Linked DNA regions of Anas platyrhynchos: region 1 is linked to region 2. The links are chromatin contacts, called in public Hi-C maps. All regions are on one chromosome and are shown on one strand. The core of a region is the stretch at or near the end of the contact, and the rest is flanking DNA. Distances in the headings are between cores, read along the strand shown.

Region 1 (4,874 bases), core at 1,932-4,431, 94 kb after region 2:
GTGCAGCTGCTGAATATAGCCAAGATGGTTTAAAACAACTACAGCAAGGTCTTGTGCACCCAACTGCTTGTCCAGTTTTAGGTCACCTATCTAGTTTATTCCTCAGATTTTTCTCAGTTATTATAGTCCCCATATACATCAACAGGGCAAGACTGGGATGAGGTTTCAACATGGCCAAAATCTATTTTAACAAACGAGGAGGGAGACTGCTAACTTGGTAGTTTAATAGCTTAGCTTAGAATTGCTAACAAACAGTAAGATCATATAATACGTAACAGCTATTCTTCTCCTGGAGAGGAACGGTTTTGTTTTTTCCCAGAAGCTCAAAGTTCATTAATTTTTACTTATTTCTGAATAACTCGGGGAAATAAAACTTCACTGAGCAACAGAGTAACAAACTGAGCAGTGGCATAACACTAATAAACCTGAGGCCAGATCAAAATGCATATATGTAATCCCTGAATTTATTTCAGACTAGTGACAATGTGCAGTATTAAATATTTCAAATAAAAAGTAATTAATACAAATCAATTATGTCACAGTAAGCAGTAGAAAAGAGAAGTTTTAAAATAATTTGTCTGTATGGGCACCAAAACACTTGCTGTATGTGCAGTAGGGCAGTCTGAACAAAATGAACCACTCCGACTGTGTGCTTTATGCCACTGAGCTTTGCTCAGCCTCGCCAGGAAGCTGGCAGCCTGCAAACCTTTCTGTGTCAGAGACGTTCAAGGGTAAATTGGACTGATTCAATAAACAATTCACAAATTTAGCAAAGTAAGCTAGCTTATCTGCTGTACATATTCTACTACTGACATAAGAAAACAGGAGTTTGGCTTCAGCAGTGGAGACTGAACGTTAAGAAATTCAAAAAAAAAACAACTAAAAACTGCTAATTCACATTATCTAAAACACCTTCACATGGCAGTAACAAAGCAACCTCGCCTGTCAAGAACTGCCATGATATAGTGCAACTCCAGCTGGCCAACACTAGTAGGAAATGTTATCTGGTATAGGTTTTAAAATAATAGTTAATTTTCTTCATTTGAAAGCCATTTAATACAAGCTTCTTACTGGAATGGCTGGGCTGAACTTCACCAACTTGCTATGTTGCTGCTATCAGGGTACCATTTCTGATACCAAATCCACTTCAAATAACTTCTGCCGTTTAAGATACAGTTAACTGCTTAAAAATATCTTCCACCTCTTTCATCACAGGCTAAAGACAAGGCAGGTAGAAAAGCCACAAGACTTTTAGTGCAATGTGCTTACAGTGGCCCCTTCCAGCAGTCCATGAAGCCTCTCAAACACTATCTGGGTACACCCAAGGAAACACTAATCCAAAGGCAGATTGCTGCTTCAAAGATGAGAACTATTTGTTTCATTTAAACTTTTCCTCTTCTATGTTGTCTATTGATTAGACTTAAGTTTACTTTTCAGTTCTTACTAGGTAGTTAGGTAAGGCCAGCTGCTACCTCCTATTTTCTAGAAAACTTACCACGACTAGGTTATTCTTGTGAACATTTGGCAGTCTTTGTTAGGATGGTCTGACATTAGCAATTAACCATTACAATAACCAGTACTGAATACAACCACACGTGGCTTATCGTGCAGATTTGGTTGTGTTTGTAGCTGAAGAAGCAGAAAGGCAATAAAATTTCAATTTGAAATTTAAGCTTTACAAGCGTCATAAAACCCGAACAGAAACTTGTATTTGCGATGTTGCACATTCACATGAATTAATTTGGATTCCTGGATGTTAACTGGAAAAAAAGCAAGTGACGTTTCCCCGGGGTTGGAAGTGGCTGGGCCAGCTAGCTTTCTCTGGGCCACATCCTGCACTGTGCCACTGCACCCAGCAGGAAAAGCCCCAGGAGAGGAGGAGGAAGAGAGGACATACGTGGTTATAGGGTCTGTCTTCCCATACAGCTGATATGTGTACTGAGGGCCTGCCTTCCATGAAGCAGCCGGACAGCTGCCTGCCGAGGGGAAGCAGTGAATGAACTCCTCGGTTTCCCTTGTGCACAGGGCTTTTTCCTTTCCTTATTCAGCTGTCACTGTCTCAACCCTCAAGTCTGTTCACCCTCCTGTTTTGTCCCCATTTCACAGGAGAGGGGAGTGAGAGCTCGGGTGCACGTTTGGCTGCTCACCGGGGTCAGCCACAGCCGGATTCACCGGCATCCAGGAACGGGGTCAGGTTGGGATCAGAAACTAGAATTTAACCAGATGCACAGAAACATCACTGAACACGACATACTTCAAGTATTTAAGTAGTCTTTTATTAGAGACCATTTGGACTTTTAGAATGAAATTAGTACAGCCACAGGGCTCCACATTTCCTGACACGTCTCAAGTGTTCTTGCTAGAAATTGCCAGGTAACTTGGGAATTTCAGAAGCAAACTGGGGAGCTTTTTTTCCCCCCTCTTCCAGTAAACATCCATGCCCCTATATAGTTACTGCACAGAACTTCTCCCTGCTTGCAAAAACATCCACAGCTCCCAAAAGATGAGAATATCTCAACATCAGAATTCAGCTGCTTTTAAAAAGCAATAAAGCGCCTGAAAGCCACTGACAATTTTAAACACAAATCTTCACATAAGTTGATTTTCATCCAATTTTTAAGCTGCTGAAGTGATCTGTCTTCACACGACGCATATTCTAAGATGATTTCCAAGTATGAATTTTGTGAAAAATAGCCATCATTTTCATGTGTTTTTCTGTTGAACCAGATGCTTTCCCTGAACAGGTTTCAAAGATTTTCCCACTTTTCCCTTTCCAGGGCATGATTTCTGATGGTATGTTTCTCCTCTGTGTTATTTAAACTGGACGCGTTCCAGTGCATCACAAGCGGTACCACGGGCCGAGGTCCATCAGCTCCTGCAGGTCCAAAGTCGAAATACAGCTACACGCTTAGCCAAGGGCAGGAGCACTTCCCACACAGATATATCAAAAAAAATAAAATCTAGAAGGAAAGAAGGCAAATATTACAGGTAACAGAGCACTAACTCCTGTGCATCTCAAAATAGTCCACAGCAAACTTCTCCAGGCCAGCATCATCCATGCCTTCTGCCACAGTCCGGCTCCGTGGCTCTTCCCTTTGCTCCAATGTCACCGACTAGGAGTACACTGCTCTGCCTCCAAAAAGCACAGCTGGCTGACAGACTGTATTTGTCAAATAACTGGCTCCATCTTGTGGAATAGAGAATTAACTGCAAGGAGATTTACACTGCTGATGGTCACCAGCCAGTTCCTGAAGAGTCACTTCTTCTGCCAAAGCTTCACCAAAGGCTGGGTGGCTGCACCACGTCAGCGTGCTCGTGCAGTGCTCTCTCCACGACTTCCCCACGCAATCTGGGCCATGTAAGTGCTCTGCTACTCCAGACTTCAATGAAGTTACCCATGAACATTTTCCAGAAGCATCTCTCACTTCCCCATGGTGAGATTCAGATAACAATTGGGAACAGAAAACAAGCGTTCTTATGTATCAGATATATAGAAAACAGAAAAATATGTAAGCAGCAGTTGTATTTTGTGTGGTTCAACAAGCAGCACCACTAACACAAGAGTCCTGCCTCCACTGGCCACACGGGGAAGAAGAAAAATACGAGGCAGAACCACAGAGACTCCTATCAGTTCCTCCCCTCAAGGCAACGCACTTGAGACAGGGATTAAATCAAGATGAGACTAAAATGCTCAAAAGCAGCACTAGTACTGTCACATGCGTTCAGTATTTCCCTGCTCTTTCAGAGACTCTCTTACCAGCCCCACTGGAAGCTGCTCAGATCCCCGGAAAGAAGAATCCCATCCACTACCTCCTACCACGTATGGTTCAGACTCTCACACACACACACACACACACACACAACACAAAACATGCACACAAAAAGCACCCCAGAACCAAAAAATAATGCAACTACAATCTTAATCATGCCTATTCAATCAGTTAAGTCTTCAAGTCAGGAAGAAGAAGCCGTGAAGAAATACATCGGATTTTGTGAATTAAGGACAGGATCTCAGAAAGAGCAAAAATCTTGAGGATCTTACACAAAGGTCTTTACGCAAGGGAAATTGTGCAAGAACCACAACACATGAATCTTTACTCTTGAATAAAGACTTCTTCGAGGACCTTGAACCTTTAGTCTTTACAAACAGAAGATATGGGACTATTTACCTACCACCTGCTGCACTGGGTTAGTTCCTGATTAAAGGGAACAAACAGCCTGAAGCAATCTTGTGCCACAGTACGCTCATTCTCCTGCCTTTCCCCACAGTAAGCTCTTTCTTTTCCTGTGCAGCACAGGCTTCCCTGCTTTACCTTTATACTCAAAGGCTAAGAAAATCACATGAGTGCACTCTTCTTGTTCTTTTCAGATGTGAAAGCACCCAGCAAAAAGCTCTTTTATATTGAAAAAAAAAGGTGACAGAAGTTTGTAGCTTAAACAGATCTGCAGAACCACAGAACGGGTTGTTCCAAATCGTTATTAGAAATCTCTCATAGCTGGCTTAGTAATAAGCCTGTACTTTGACAGTTGTGACAAACATGACACTTGGGACATTCAGTGACCAAGTAGGAAAGAGGACCAAAGGCAGATTTACAACAGGTTTCACTGAAGCTCAGTCCTGATCGTGAGACTCTTCCTCCATCAGGAAAAGGAGAGGTCACATCACCATTTCCAGCAGGCTACATACAATTACCAGCAAACTATGCAAACATCTCGTGGTGTTATCACACCAGTTACCTTATCCCATCCACATGCAAGGCGGAGCTGCTTCTGCCACGGGACAGGTTCAGGTCTGAGGGTGGCTCCAGTCCTTAGTTTATGCCTCCCTTAGACCTTGCTATTCTCAAAGCAGGATTTGGGGTGATTTTGACACA
Region 2 (5,563 bases), core at 2,492-4,991:
CAATCAATTTTAATAGCTTTTTTTTTTTCAAATGCTATCTATAACTCTCACTGTCTTTCCAATATCTGAAGAACAGTCTGTAATGCTGTAGTTAGCTTGAACAAATCCCAGCATTCAAAAACCATGGGGAAATTCAAATGTTTTGAGTAAGGAGAGGGTCTGGGCACATCCAGCTGGGAGGCTGGGGGGACCTAGCAGAAGCTGTGGCCGAGCTGCCCAGTAAGAGGGAGAAAAACAAAAAGAAATGAATTGTTTTAGAGCCAGTAGAACCGTACATGGAAATAGAAACTCTCATGTCATGCCTGTCTTTTTCTACGGATGTTGGAAAGACTGAAACCAATGAAAAAGAAAATAAACAGGGGCACGCAATCACAGGCTAGCAATGCAATCCCTTATGACTGTGTCCAGCCTGCACAAGACAGAAGAATCTGAAACGTGCTCTAATTTAAAGAAAGGAAGAAAAAAAAAGCTTCTGTGTGTTCCTGTAGAATAAAAATTCTTGTGTATGACCAGGTATATGGATACTTACACATACACGCTGCTTTCTAGCACTGTCAAACATTCCTCTGCCAGAGCCAGGCACCCTCCGCTGGTAAGAACCGTGCACAAAACTGGAGTTTTTGTTTTGTTTTGGTTTGTTTGATTGTTTTTTGAAGACAAACGAAAAATTGTGTGACAAATCCTGACACATCTCTGACAAAAATCTTTGGAGAACGGGGGCAGCAATCAGCAATCTCATAATAGATGAGCCAAGCAATAAAGTACTGCAAACAAACAGCGCTGGACTAGATCCTAAAGAGAAATGCCTGCCCACACACCATCATACAACCCGGAATATGCACTGTACTGCATACCGTGTGTGAAGCCATAGGAACAACCCGAGTCACACAGTGATTGGTACCATCCATCACAAGTTAGAAACTTGTCCTTTGTTTCTGAGTTGCACCTGAGGCCCCAAATCAAATGTGACAATTTTTATAATAGCCAGAGCTAAGGCGTTTTGCAGAAAAAAACCTATGTTTGTGGATGGTTTGTCCACACAAATAGAGTGGTTATTTGGTTGGGTTTCTCCAGTGTCCAAAGGAAGAACATTTTTTCTTTGCTCATCAAAAAGCAGCAGTTTAATAAATAGCAGTTGGCTTGTACACAGTGTCTTATTATCATTTACCTCCCCATCTAATGCAATCTACACCTAAAGCCAGCAGAGAATGATGTTGCTTTATTTGATATCACACCTGACGCGCTTGAATCGTGACCTCCAAGTCTGTTCTGTGGCACATGGAAACACCTTGCAGCAGCTCCGGAGTGAAAATACAGCTGTAGTAATTTGTTACCCAACAGCCGAGTATCTGGAATCATTATGCTACAGATCCCGTGCGCAGTTAGGAGCAGTAAATGCTATGTTAGCAAGCACACACAAACATGTAGTTACTGGCTTCCAGGGACGCAATTAAAGAGGCGGGATAACGCCACGCAGTTCACCAGGATATCTCCCTGGTGCTGGCTTAGTTTGTGCTCCTTCCTAAACCGCTGCAATTACACCCAGCTATTCTTATTGCTACCTTTATCGAGGTTTTATAGCCATAAACTATTAGGCATCCTCCCCAGGCTAAGCTCTGAATACGGACTCGAAGTCCACCAAAGACTATTTTTGGCCGAAAAAAGGCTGCAGGCTCTGCGAAGAGCGCTAATTAAACACCTTCATTTGTAACCCTTAGTTTCCACGTTCTGCCCCAGCAGGTTTTTAGGGTGCTGACGCAGTAACACAATGGCTGGAAGTTACGAGCCTTGAGTTCCCTTTTCCAACAGACTCCCCGCTTCCAAAGGAGCACAAACAGCAGCTCGCTGGCATGTGGCTTTCACACATACGTTGCATCACTTGAATGAATCTCTCTGTAAGCAGGACCGTACTATAAATGAGAAAACAAGGGTATGTTCATTCACTGGGGAGAGATGTTATTTAGATTATTGTCCTCTAGATAAACTGCATCAGCACAAAATGGGCAACTGTAATTTCATGTCTGAGACGCGTTTGGTTGGGATATATCGAACTATTTGTGGCTGCTGCATTGTTCCATGTTATTTCATTAATCACATAACAAGCCTTCCACTTCCCGACTGAACATGCTAACTCCAATTACCTCTCAGCTACACAGATGTTTCCTCATTTAGATATTCAGTGCGTGGCCATGTGTCACCCCCACTTTCCCGAGCATTTCAGCTTATATTACATCACTTCGACGTCCTTCCTGTGGGCGAGCCCTCTGGGTTAATATGTCCTTTTGGGTAACAAATTGATCGCTACAGAGATATGAGTGATAGATGGACGCAGCATCTACATTATCTGCGCTGGTAATACACATGCAAATGTGAAGGATGCATATAAGGCAGAAATGAAAGGAGCAGTTTGAGACAAGGAGGCTGATGTGAAGACACTATCAATTTCTCTAGCCCACACCATTCCCACTGATAAGTCAGTGCTTCGGCGATGAATCACTCTGCTCCTGATCTCAAATCGCCCAGAAGTTGGTGAGCCCACAGTTTGGTCTATAAAGAGGGAAATGGCTTAGTCAGGGAACCGAGGAGGGTTCCCCACTTTGTAAATACTCGCTCTGTGCCCCCGTGTTTTTGTGCAAGACGAAGGCTGAAGCGTTCAGCTCCAGTTGTAAGCAGGTCTTCAGCTGCGACAGCAGCGAGTGCTGCAAAATGCACGGGGAACTTCCTCGCTGAGGGATTATTCCCGGGGGCTTTAGATCATGCATTTCAGGCGTGCTACGGCACTCGGTGAATGCCTTTTATTCAAGCTAAGTGCAGAAAGGTGGGCTCTTAGCAAATTCCCATACACGAACGATTTACAGAGGGGCTCTCACGTCATTCCGAGCTCTTCGGAGATGAGGCAAAGGAAAAGACGGGGGGAAAGCAGCGAAACGGGATTCAGACAGGTGCCGGCAGCAGGTGCTGCCCCCTGCTCCCGGAGCCCCCCCCTCCGAGCGGCAAGGGCCCGGGGGTGCCGCCGAGAGGGCTCCGGGCCACGGCCGTCGGGGGGACCCGAGGGGGATCTGGAGTAGGAACCGGCGCCTTATGCACAACTCGGGGCTCCTGCCGAGCTCCGACCCGCTCTGCCCCTGGAAGGAGAAGGAGAAGGAGAAAGAGAGGGAGAAATAAAATGAATTAGGCTGACCCAGCCCGCTGGAGGGGGAAGCGCCGCCGGCGGGGGGCTCGGGGCCGTCGGGGGGCGGCGGCAGAAGTTGGCGGGGGGCTGCGAGGGGTCCGGGGGGAGCCGCAGCCCCCCGGGGGCGCCCGGTGCCCCGCCTCGGAGCCCGGGGGGAGGCCGGCGGAGCGGAGCGGGGCGGAGCGGGGCGGGAGCCCCCCCGGAGCCGCCCGCGGGGACCCTCCCTCCGCTGCCTCCCCGCCGCCTCCCCGCCCCGTCAGAGCCGCCCGGGGAAGCGGCGGAGGAGCAGCCTCGCTCCCCGGAGCCCCCCTGGAGCCGCGGCGATGCTGAGGGAGGAGGAGGAGGAGGAGGAAGGGCGCTGGTAGAGGGGCGGCGGCGGCGGGGCCGCGCTGCTGCCCCCGTCGGGGGGCACCGGGGGTCTTCGAGGGGCAGCGGGGGGAGACCGGGGGGCACCGGGGGAGCACAGAGGGGGGACACCGGCGCCCCGAGGGGTGGGTTTTGGGGGCGGCCATGCGCTGAGCGCCCCCGCTGCCGTCCATGGGGCGGCGCTGAGTGTGGGGCGGGGGGGGGGGGGGGGCTGCAGCATGAAGTCCCTGCTCTTCGGCCGCTTCCTCCTGCTGCTGCCCTGGGTGCTCGTGGTCATCATCGTGCTGGACATCGACAGCAGCCGCCCGCCGCTGCCCCCGCGGGCCGGAGCCGGGGCTGATGGCGGGGCTGGGGGGGGGTCCGGTGTGGGTGTGCGCGGCCCCGAGGCGGCGCTGCCCACCATCTACGCCATCACGCCCACCTACAGCCGCCCGGTGCAGAAGGCCGAGCTGACCCGGCTGGCCAACACCCTCCGGCAGGTGTCGCGGCTCCACTGGATCCTGGTGGAGGACGCGGCGGCCCGCAGCGAGCTGGTGAGCCGCTTCGTGGCGGCGGCCGGGCTGCCTTGCACCCACCTGCACGTCCCCACGCCCCGGCGCTACAAGAGGCCGGGGCTGCCCCGGGCCACCGAGCAGCGCAACGCCGGCCTGGCCTGGCTGCGGCAGCGCCACCAGCACCTGCCCCCCCCGCAGCCCGGGGTGCTCTTCTTCGCCGACGACGACAACACCTACAGCCTGGAGCTCTTCCACGAGGTGCGTGGGGCTCCCCTCGGGCAGCGTCCCCCCCCCGAAAATCTCCTCCCTCCTTCCCCCAGCCCTCTGCCCCAGCCCCGACGCCCCGCGCCGCCGCGGTGTTTTGGGGCACCCCGCCAACTTGCGGAGGGGTTTTCTGCTCCTCCCGGCAAGTTTCGGGTCCCCCAGGCTGTGCTCTCGCTGCCCGGAGGCAAAAAAGTGCTCCAGGGCCAGGCACCGAGCTGCCCCGTCCCTCCTTCGGGGCCGTCCCCTGCCGCCCCGACTTCCCCGAGCCCCCCGCCCCTACAAGCAGCCCCTACGAGCAGCAGCAGGCTGTCCCCGTAAGGACCAACCAGCCCTTCGGCAGGCTCCTTCATGAAGAAATGTGCTTTCAGCCCCCCGGTGAAGGGCTTTGCTCCCTCTCGGTGGGAACTGGTGAGGATTTGGGGGAGGTGATCCGGCTTTCTGTCTCATTTCCCCTGGCAGGAAGGAGGGATGCTTAATAATAATTAATGGATGTAAAGCAGCAGCAGGACGAGCACTCACATCTCCCGTGACATTTGGGAGGGTAACCTTGGCAGGATGGCGTGGGAAGGGGACGGGACAGGAGGCTGGCAGGCAGGTGGGGAAGGTGAAGGGCTCGGGACGGATCCTGAGCCCTGCCTCTCCCCGGCAGGCGGTGCGGTGTAGAGCAGCGAGCAGCCCCGATCTGCACTTCACAGGCATCGTGCTCCCTCAGATGTTTTCCTCTTGGTAGGCTAAGAGGATCGTGGCGCACAGAAATGTGAAGCACGTGAAATTCCCCAGAGCGGGTTATTTTAGAAATGCTTATGTTGGCTTGTGTTTAGATTTGTAGCGCATCCGCTTCCACTGTCTGCGTGTTGACAGGTACGAGGTCCCGTTGAGCAGAGATGCCCTAGTTCCCAGTTTAGCATTTGGCATCAAAACTGCTAATTGGGGGACCTCTGCCTGGGGGCTAAGCCCCTGCTGTGCTTGATTTCCTTAAGATCTCACGGCTGTGCTGGGGGTGTTATGAGGCGGAGTAATCCCATATACTGATCATCAGTGGGATGGGAGTGCCCGTCTCTGCTCGGAGATGTGAAACTAACCTCATTCTTTCTAAGGGACTCTGTGAATTGATTCAGAAAATGCACTTTCACACCACAAGTAGTGTGAGAGAAAATACCTGGAGGTGAATCTCTACTTTTTTTGGAGTGCAAGTGTTTAGGGCAAACTAAAGGAACAGCATGGCAGGCGTGTCACCTGAGTGGCCCACAGCTATTGGGGTCTGTGC

Evidence for each region. A called contact is a pair of places that touch in the nucleus more often than the background predicts.
Region 1: a contact with region 2 is called in a Hi-C map of subcutaneous adipose tissue, with 2.9 times the contacts expected there. The contact joins the enhancer-like site here to the promoter of B3GAT2 in region 2. A contact is called at or near these places in 3 of 8 Hi-C or Micro-C datasets (liver, skeletal muscle and subcutaneous adipose tissue).

What each region holds. Positions count from the first base shown.
Region 1 is chr3:89,913,765-89,918,638 of IASCAAS_PekinDuck_T2T, forward strand. All of the region lies in intron 1 of SMAP1 (small ArfGAP 1), which reads right to left. Among named protein-coding and RNA genes, the nearest start is that of SMAP1, 14 kb to the right of the region's middle. Within about 2 kb of position 3,182, at least 3 of the 8 cell types and tissues checked have an H3K27ac peak or open chromatin away from gene starts, as enhancers often do.
Region 2 is chr3:89,819,415-89,824,977 of IASCAAS_PekinDuck_T2T, forward strand. B3GAT2 (beta-1,3-glucuronyltransferase 2) reads left to right here and starts at 3,742. Exons shown (of 4, transcript XM_038176568.2): 1 at 3,742-4,290. The coding sequence starts at 3,757.